2 separate regions of the Pan troglodytes genome follow, and region 2 is linked to region 1. The links are chromatin contacts, called in public Hi-C maps. All regions are on one chromosome and are shown on one strand. Each heading gives the region's core, a stretch centred on a gene start, on an enhancer-like site or on the middle of the called end of the contact. The rest is flanking DNA. Distances are from core to core; before and after follow the strand shown. Region 1 holds the start of SLC6A6 (solute carrier family 6 member 6). Region 2 overlaps SLC6A6 (solute carrier family 6 member 6).

Region 1 (4,665 bases), core at 709-3,208:
GCCCTTGCTCACTCTCTCAGACCCTCAAGCTCAGCCCTGCCACCAACAACCTTGCTCTCAGGCCTTTGCACGGCAGGCACCTCTGCTAGAACTTGCTTCCTCTTCTGCCGGCTTCACTGCTCGTGGCTTAGTCAAAGCCTCCTTTTGGTTCAAACTTCAATCCTGGAGTCCCCTCCCCACGCTAGGACCTGCCCCTTTGCTTCAGCCTTTGTGCCCTGTGCGACCACACATGCACAGGGCGTCTGAGGAGTTTTTGCTTGACGTCTGTTCCTGCAGTTCATGAGGGAACCTCATAGCTGAAGCAGAGGGATATGGGAGACCCAGTCACTCCTCTTCCTCAGCTTTCGTTTTCTCACCTATAAAAGGGTACAGTGACCCTGAACTCAAAGGAGAGTGCTCAGGTGGCCAGAAGCAGATGTCACGTGGGCCACTGGGACCCTAGAGGCACTGCTGATCCCCAGGTGCTTCCTGGAGGAAGGGGCCACCTGGGGCCAGCAGAGAAGGGTGGGAAGGGTGACAGGAAGGCAAGGAAGGGCATGTGCCCAGTGGTCCTCGTCTGTCTTGGCTGGAGCCAGTATGAGGAGCACCCACTGGAAGGTCAGGTTGGAGTCCGACAGCAGGGGCCTCCAGGGAGAGCCAGTGTCACTTCGGGATGCTCCTTAGCATCCTGGGGCTGTACAGGGAGAGCGGCTGCAGAGCCCTTCCAGGCAGGGATCCTGGCCTGAGTGGTATTTCTTCTTCTTCTTCTTCTTTGTTTTTTTGAGACTCATTCTTGTCGCCCAGGCTGGAGTGCAGTGGCGTGATCTCGGCTCACTGCAACCTCCGCCTCCCGGGTTCAAGGGATTCTCCTGCCTCAGCCTCCTGAGTAGCTGGGATTATAGGCACCCGGCACCATGCCAGGCTAATTTTTGTACTTTTAGTAGAGACGGAGTTTCGCCATATTGGCCAGGCTGGTCTCGAACTCCTGACCTCAGGTGATCTGCCCCCTCGGCCTCCCAAAGTGCTGGGATTACAGGCATGAGCCACCGCGCCTGGCCGGTATTTCTTCTTTTATTCTCCGTGTAAATGGTGGAAGGATCGGCTCTCTCCTCCCCGCCTCCCAGGTGCTGAGAGAGACAGAGAGAGGGAAGACAGGAGAAGGCTGGGGTTCGGGGTTCTCACAGCGTTTCCCTGGCATGCTGCCAGGGCGGGGCAGTGGAAAATGGTCCCTGAGGGCCCGTTCATTCAAATAAGGACAAGAATAATGGCACACTCCCCATCTCCATTTAAAAATAGTCACATTAGCTGACACTGGCTTGGCACTTCCTAGATGCCGGGTGCGTTCCGAGTTCTTCTACGCTGTTAACCTTGGATCTTCATAACAGCCAGAGGAGACAAGCGCTACTATTTTCCTTTCCATTTTATAGATGAGGACACTGAGGCACAGAAATTGTGAGTCACTTGCCCAGGGTCACACAGCCATGGCAAGGCCAGGATTCTGGAGCTCTGTACCTGGCTTCACACCACAAGCTCAGGCCACCCTCCCGGGGCATACCGAGTCTCCCAGAACGTGGACGATCGCCCAGGGGAACGCAGTGGACTGCGAGCCCGGTCTGGTTTGCACCTGGCTGCTCCAGGAGCCCTGGGCCTCATCCTAGGAGCCTGGCGGAAGAGGCGAGCGGTGGAGTTTGGAGGCTGCTGTGAAGGAGAGGACTAGGCGGGTCGGGTCGGGTCTGTCCTGCTCTTCTTCCGCAGGCAGGAGGCGCCCAGGGCGGGCTGCCGCACCTGGCAACGAACGTTCGCCGCGCGGCATGAGGGTGTGCGCGCGCGCTCGGCGAGCCCGGGTTCTTTGTGTGTCCGAGCCCATGCGCGCGTGCGTGTATGCGTGTATGTGTGTGCATGTGTGTGTGTGCGCGCGTGTGTCCGCACTTGGGGCGGGGCTGGACGCCCCGGCCCCGCCCCGGCCCCGCCCCCGGCCCGGCCGAGCTGGTATTTTTCCACCCAGCAGGATGGGTGATGCTGAGAGCTGCCTGCTCAGACAACAGACACGCGAGGTCAGGAAGAAGCCGCTTATAAATTACCGCTTCCTTCGCGCCGCCGCCAACGCCGAGCCCCGAGGACCGCAAGCCCAGAGGACAAGCTGCGCCAAGAGGGAGTGCGGAGCGTTCACCCAGCGGGTCAGAGAGCGAGCGGGCAGGCAGCCCCCGGCCGGCGGAACCCGGCACAGCCGAGCAGAGCGCGGGCGGCGCCGCAGCCACCCCAGGTACCGGAGGGACCGGGAGCTGGGCGCGCAGCCGGCGCTGCCCGCCGTCTGCAGCCCCTCCCCATCCCCGCGTCGCCGCAGTCCCGGCCTCCTCCCCTCCGCGTGCGCCCATCCGGCGCCCCTTTCACCACCGCGGAAGGGACCGAGGGTCGCCTGCTCAGTCCCGCTGGCGGGGCTGTTATTGTTTCCCCGGCAAAAGGGCTCCGGCTCTTGGTGCGGGCGGCAGGAGAGAGAGTGTGTGTGTGTGTGTGTGTGTGTGTGTGTGTGTGTGTGTGTGGCATATCTGTGTGCCTGTCTCCGTCAGGATGCCTACATGTGCCTCCGTATCCCTGTGTCTGTGTTTCTGAGGGTGGCTGTTTCACCGTGTCCCCAGCAGCGTGCACATGTGTGTTCCGGTGCATGTCTGTTATTCTCTGCGTGCTGGGCTGTGTGTGTGTGCCTCTCTGTGTGTGATACCTGAGTGTGCTGTCTTTGGATGTGTGCTCTTGTGTGTCCCCGTTTGTGTCTGCATGAATCTGTGTGTGGGGGGCTGCGTCTTCCAGGCCCTGGCTAGGTGCACGTGCGTGTCCCTGAGTGTGGTTGTGTCTCCAGGTCCCTGGTTGTGGGCACTCGTGTGTCCTCGGCTGTACCCAAGAGGGTGTCCCTGGTGCCTAGAGGGTCCAATGGCCAGAGCTGGTTCTCCAGGGCCGGCGCTGAGTGGGGAGAGGTGATAGGGCAGCGTGGCTCCATAGGTGCATGCACTCCATAGGTGGTGTGCAGGTGGCAGCGCCAGCGTCCAGCAGTCCTGAGTGGTGGGACCAAGGCCCGGAGGGGCAGCCAAGGGGTAGTGGACAGCCGGCAGGGCCAGCAGGACACTTCCTCCTCCAGACTATTTCTCTTCCTTCTGTGGGTTCCTCTTTTGAGTAGGAGATTCTCGTTCCCCTCCCACTAGGGAAGCCAGACAGAGAGAATTCCAGGGACCTCCTCCTACAGCCTCAAAGCTTCAGCCTGGACTTCAGCCTGGACTGGAGAGGAGACCTGTGGGCAGCTCTCCCAGGCAGGGAGGTGTGTGCCGGGCAGGGCCACCGGCCTGGCTATTTTGGTCACTGTTGGGCCTCTGCCAGATCCCGGCATCCCCAGGACCAGCCCCAAAAGCTTGGGAGGCAGCCTGGGCCCCCGTTTCCTGTCTGGGGAAATAAATCAGCTCAGTAATTGCCCAGACACTTGAATGGAGGGTCTTCGGGCTGAGGTTTACTGGCGCATGGCTCCATTTGGACTTCAGTAAATTGGCCCCCGCTTTGGCACAGCTGACGTTCAAGTAAATGTCACTGAGGAGATCTTTTTAAATTTTCTTTTTAATTTTTTGTTGGCTAGAAGGGAGGGGATCTTGTCCAGAGTCTCCTAGCCAGAAGGAGTTTATTTTTATGAGAGAGAGAGAGCGGGTGAGTGCTTAGCAACCACCTGCCTCCCTCTCGACCAGGGAGTCACCCAGGGATTGTGGGGTGGGCATGAGGAGGTGGGGTGGGGGAGGAATTTCATCAAGATGGTGTTGGAGAGGATCCAAAGGGGGCCTAGCACGGCTAAGAACCCCCAACAGGGTGGGACTGGTAGAAGGTGGGAGGTGTTAGGCCTGGCTCAGCCCCCAGTTGACCTTGGGCAACCCTTTTTCTGCCTCGGTTTCCTTACCTGTAAAATGGGTGGGGCAGACTGGTTATAGAGTAAACCAGGGACCAGAGGTAGGAGCTTGTCCCCAGGGAACTGATTTAAGTCCTATGCTTTGTTTTAATGGGTGGGTGACCTTGGTTGATTCCCTTGGTTTCTTTGAGCCTCAGCTTGGCTGCCTGGGCAGCAAGGACACCAGTGCCGGCCTCACTACGTCCTTGAGGGGATTGAGGGAGATGAGGCTGAATAAGCTTGTGGTAAGCTGTAAAGCCGGGCTCGGCTGTAGAGCTGCTGATTAGAGGGTGTCACGAGGTCCTGGGTCACTGTGGTGTATGGCAAGGGCCAAGGTGCATTCTGGAGGCTTTGTCCTTTGGGGACACCCTTGTACTAACCCATGGCTCAGCTGCAATCATCCTCCCCTGCCTCCTTCCCGTCACCTCAACCTGTGGTGATTGGACCACATCTGCTTTTCAGAGTCTGGAGGCCTGGTGAGCAGTACCCATTTTATAGATGGACAAACTGAGAGCCACCTAAGGGACTTTGCCTTGACTGGACAAAGTTAAGTTTCAAAAGGTTTTCCCTAGCTCAGCTGTGAGTTTTGGCCCCATGGGGCTTTGGTCACTGATATCCTGGGGAGTTGAAATTGAACCGGGGCCTGGGGAAAATGAGGGACAAAGGTGTCCCAGTCCTTAGGGCAGGAAAGTGAGCCTATGGGACCCATTTGCACCTTGCCTCTGTCCCTAGTTACTCATTCTCCCTTCTTTGTGCCTTCCCCTGAGCCC
Region 2 (4,989 bases), core at 2,062-4,561, 72 kb after region 1:
CTCCCAGAGCCCCTGGCCCCTCCTCACTGTCTTCTTTGCTTGGCAGAGATGCACACTGCCCAGCCCCATCCTGAGACCCCTGACAACACTGCAGGACCCCCTTGGCAAATCCACATGTCACCCCCACACACCTCTCCACTGTCCCTGCTTCCAAAGCGGACCCTCAGATGTACTGTTCCCTCCACCGAGCCCAAAGAGCCCCCAAAAGCAGGCCAGAGACTGAGGACACAGAATGTAACTCCAGAAGTCCCCACGCCCCTTCGGGAGTTTGGCAGTTAGAGTGGTGAGGGGGAGCCAGGGATGATTTATACCTCCTCTGTAGATGGCTTGCTTTCAGCTGAGGGCTTGCAAACCAATCGCAATTGAGTGGGAATCTCCAGGAGTATGGAGTGAATTTGGCAATGGGAGATACAGATAGACACATACAATGTATCTTCCTCCATGGACAACGAAGTATTTTCATAGACACATATGTTGTCAATCTCAGTTGTTTTTTCCTCCCGTCCACTTCAAACACCTTGTCATTTATTCCCCACGGTGATGTCTGAACAGCCGGCACATCAAGGGTGATTATTTCTCTAATAAGCTTTTAACAAGCACCATATTGAGTGAAGTGCATTTGAACAAGATAATTATTTAGCCTAACAGAGTGCAAACAAGACGTGGCATGGCACATTGTCTGCTAGCAGAGAGGCATCCAGAGGTTCTCGGAGTGGCTGGATTATGTCTCCTGGACTTCTCTCTCTTGAGTTCACCATGCACTTTTAGAGAAAGACGCTCAGACCCTCTCCCAGAGGCTCGCTTGAGAAAGGCAAAACTAAAATACAGAAACGAGCGAATTGAGAATCTTCACAACGTCCCTGGTGGGTTGGGGGTTGTGGGGGCCCATTTTGCATCTGTCTTGCAGCTGGCTGGACTCGATTCCTCATTCAGTGTGGACCAGTCAGGGCCAACGCTGACGTTCTGTAGGGACCAGCGGGGCCCCGGTCTGGGTGGAAACGCCGCGGCTTTTGACTCCAACTTCAACTTTGATTCAAAAGTCATCTCACTGGGTCCTGGGGTCCATATTTTTCTGAACCTGGCCTTGGTTCTTTTGGGCATGTTCTGAGCAGTTTTGGGCTTGGTAACCCCTGCTCCTGGTGGGGGTCTCCAGCATCTCAGTGACCAACCACTCTGTCGCTGCCCAAGGATATATTTTGGTCAGGTTTTCTCTGGATTGTAAAAGGACACACCCTTCCCTGCCACACTGGGGGTGTTAACACAGTATAACGTGGTTTCTGGTTCCAATTTATTGTAAAGTTGGGTTTTGCTTTTTGTTTTTCATTCTTGAGCCATTCGTCTGGTTTCTAATCCCTGCTGAACAGCTCCTGCTCTGGCCCTTTTTGTTTCCTGCTTCTTGACTTTTTTTTTTTAGCTGTAGATTTTACTTTCTTTTGCTGCCCTCGCTTCTCAGACCCACAGGTCTCAGTTAACAACTAAATTCTTTCCGTTGGCATCTGCTTTCAGGCAGGCTGGAGACAGGAGGAGACATTTCTCTCTGTCTCCGGAATGTCTCCCATCAGAGACATCCCCTGAGCTGACAGAGCTCCCATCTCCCCAGCTCTCCCTCAGGTTCTATCCAAGTCCCCTCTTTTGAAACCCAGAGCCCTTTTCTAGTGACATGGTGTCTACCTCTGAGAATCTAAACACAGGAAGGCTCCTCGTGAGTCATTTATGGCCACCTGCCCCTCACTTTTCAGGTGGGGAAACTGAGGCCCTGAGAGGGTATGGGGTGATTCAAAAAGGAAATTGGAAGAGGATGACTTGGATGCAGGCCTGGGACCTTGCCCCTGCACCCATGTTCCCTCAGCTTTGGGCCCTGGTTGGCCCAACCTTGACCTCGTGGGCTTGGCTCTGACCTTGCCAGGGAGAGCCCCACAGATGCACCCCTGAAGAGACAGACCTCCTGTTGGGCATGGTTTTGTATTGGTTTTTCTTTCCACTCCTATGGTGTTTTAGCCATTAACTCAAAAATAGAAACCTTCCCTTTGCAAAGGAGACTGGGCGGTCAGGTCACCACCACGCTCCCCCGCCTCCTTCCAGCAAAGGCTGTCCACTCGATGGCTTTGCTTTGGGGTGGGAGGATCCTCCCTTTCCTTTGTCTCTGCAGACCGAGCCCTGGGCTCAGTCTGCATCCTACCCCAAATAACCACGCCCCGATGGATGCTGGTGTGTGAGGAGGCCACGTGTGCTGTGTAGGAGACAGATGCTAAAACCGGGCCCCTCCTGAGCCCCAGCGTGTCCCACCCAAAAGCGAGACAGGCCTGGTCTCTTTCCCCAGGCCAGAGTTCAGACCTGGCTCCCTGCTGTATTTGGGTCTGAGTGTCTTTGTGTGAGCCCAGGGTTCCCAGTGGCTTGGTGGCTGATGTCTCCTCCCCTGTGCCCCTCCCCGTTTTCTTTCCTTTCTAGGTCCTGGCCTGGCCTTCATTGCCTACCCAAAAGCTGTGACAATGATGCCGCTGCCCACGTTTTGGTCCATTCTTTTTTTTATTATGCTTCTCTTGCTTGGACTGGATAGCCAGGTGCGTATAAGGGATAGCCCTGGGGCGACTGCCCCTGTGGGGAACCTGACTCTGGGAAAGCCTCCTTATCCCACCTGGGAGGTGGTCAACCCCCTTCCCCCCTCCAGTCAGACTTCCAGTGCTTCAGCTGTGAGGGTTCCTCCAGGACACCAGGAATAGAAAAAGCTCTGCGTCCCCAGAAAGTGCATTTGAACAAGATAATTATTTAGCCTAATGGAGTGCAAACAAGACGTGGCATGGCACATTGTCTGCTAGCAGAGGGGCATCCAGAGGTTCTCGGAGTGGGTGGGTTATGACAGGGACACCAGGGCTTGTGGTTACAGTCAAGCCACAAATGACGAATTGGAGGTCATGACTCAATAAGTCATGATGTGCTCCAGTGGAGTGTCGGCAGGGCACAGGAGGACATGGCAGATGGGCGATTCGGAGAAGGGACCCACATTTCTGTGTGAGCTGATCATTGTCTGGGCCATCGTAATCAGTTGCAAGTGCCCAGGAGAAGCCTACGCCACACTCAGGATTCTGTGCTCCCTGGAGCGTGCGAGGGGCTGGGCATTGGCTCCCTCCCGTGCTTTCTACACCGCACAGGCCGGGAGCCTCGCTCAAACCCGCCCTGACCTCTGGCTGTCCTGGCTTCTCCCCTCCCAAGGCAGGACTCTTGTCTCCACTGAGGTTCTTTCCTGCACTTCTAAACCCCGCATCCCACCCCTTCAGGGCTCAGGCCTCCACTAGAAGGTGACTCATGGCCAGGGAATGCCAGTGAGAGCCGATGAGTGGCTGCATCTGGCTGTAGAGTAGCCAGTGCCTAGTGTGGGGTAGTCAGCAGTGCTCGGAGGACAATTCACTTGAGCTCCTGGGCCCCTTTCCCTGGAAATAGGTGTATTTTTGACAGGGTCTTGTTGAAACAACAGTTCAGAGCACAGGCATGACTCCAGGAGTAGGGATTTATGGCGTGTGGGACAGGCTGGTAGTGTCCCCAGCCCAGCATGAGCCCCTCAGGCAGCGCCATGCAGGTGGGCCACTGAGAAGCAGGTAGGATGTAGACTGTGTAGTCTGGGTCTGGAGGTCTGAATGCCTCTTGGGAAGCCTTTGAGCAACTGAGACCCCCTGAGAGGTTGGAGCTTGCAGCCAGGGTGGGAGAGCCCTTTGTCCCCCTCCCCGGGGGCCAAAGTCTTCAGAGTCATTGTCCCAAGTGGGTCCCCAGAACCTGGTAGGGGAAAAGTCTCTGAAGGTCAAGCAGAGGAGGGTGAGTCCAGAGAGAGGAGGCGGCCAGCCAGCAAGGTCAAGAGCAGAGCAGGGGATTTGGCAGAGAAGGGGGCAGGATTAGCAGAGAAGACAGAACGAAAACATCAGGGAGACGGAAAACAAAATACTTCTGCAGTTGTTGATAGACTTGAGCTGAATAAACAAGCAGGAGGACTCCATTAATCATTCCTAGTTAATGAGTTTGGCCTTCAGAGGCCCCAAGCAAATGGCTTTTATAACTTCTTCCAGAGCTCTAAGTGAAAGAAAAAAACAAAAACAGAGGTTAATAAATGACAAGGCATGACATCTTCATGGGCCCAAAATAGGCCACTTGGGCTTTGGAAACGGCTCCCTGAGCAGGTGGAGGTGGTCACTCATTAGATTTTCTCCCCAGGAAGTGGGGCCTGGTGGAGGACACGCATCTCTCAGGGAGGCCCCGTGTCAGTGGCACACGGAGAGAATCTGGTGGGCTCTCACAGCCACTCCTCCTACTTTGCAGAGCGAGGAACTCAAGGCTCAGAGCAGTTAGATGACCTGCCAGGGACAAGGGTAGAAATCGAACCTAAGTCACTGGTCTCCCAGGCCCCATGTCCCAGGGAACCAGGATGGGAATCTGATGGCACAGGTGGGGCTTCCTCTTTTGTATCTCTTTGCTTTGTGAACTTGGGGAAATGGGGAAGGTTTTGCAGATGCCAGCAGTGTGCCTCACCCACTGCCAGCACTGTGACAGGATCAGAGCCCTCTGCCGTAAGAGGTGTTCCCTGGGTGCCGGTCCTCATGGCAGGCTTCTGTGTGTGCGTGTGTTTGGGGTGATCCACATTTACCATCTAAACCAGGTTTAAGTGCACAGTTCAGTGGCATTAGTACCTTCAGACATTGCGCGGCCATCACCACCATCCGTCTCCAGAACTTTTTCCTCTTCCCAAATGGAACCTCTGTCCCCATTCAACACTGACTCCTAACTCCCCAGTTTGCCCTCCTGCCGGCCCTGCACCTGGCTTTTTGTACATGAACTCCTTAAGCTGCAGTGTTGCGATGCCTGGGTACTATTTTTACCCTTCTTATAGCTGAGGAAACTGAGACTTAGAGAGACCAAGAACTTAGCCAAGGCTCCACACAGCTAGTTAAGGGCTTGATGCCAGGTCTGCCTGTCTGCAGAAACCATCTCTTACCTGCTAGTTTG

What was found. A called contact is a pair of places that touch in the nucleus more often than the background predicts.
Region 2: a contact with region 1 is called in a Hi-C map of stem cell-derived neural progenitor cells, with 4 times the contacts expected there. The contact joins the enhancer-like site here to the promoter of SLC6A6 in region 1. A contact is called at or near these places in 2 of 7 Hi-C or Micro-C datasets (blood and stem cell-derived neural progenitor cells) and 1 of 1 other capture datasets (stem cell-derived neural stem cells).

The regions. Positions count from the first base shown.
Region 1 is chr2:18,400,316-18,404,980 of NHGRI_mPanTro3-v2.0_pri, forward strand. It overlaps SLC6A6 (solute carrier family 6 member 6), which reads left to right and starts at 1,959. Exons shown (of 15, transcript XM_016940534.4): 1 at 1,959-2,242.
Region 2 is chr2:18,470,495-18,475,483 of NHGRI_mPanTro3-v2.0_pri, forward strand. SLC6A6 (solute carrier family 6 member 6) reads left to right here. Exons shown (of 15, transcript XM_016940534.4): 10 at 2,449-2,561. Among named protein-coding and RNA genes, the nearest start is that of SLC6A6, 71 kb to the left of the region's middle. Within about 2 kb of position 3,312, at least 3 of the 24 cell types and tissues checked have an H3K27ac peak or open chromatin away from gene starts, as enhancers often do. A contact at or near this core is called in stem cell-derived neural progenitor cells and stem cell-derived neural stem cells, where this site is marked.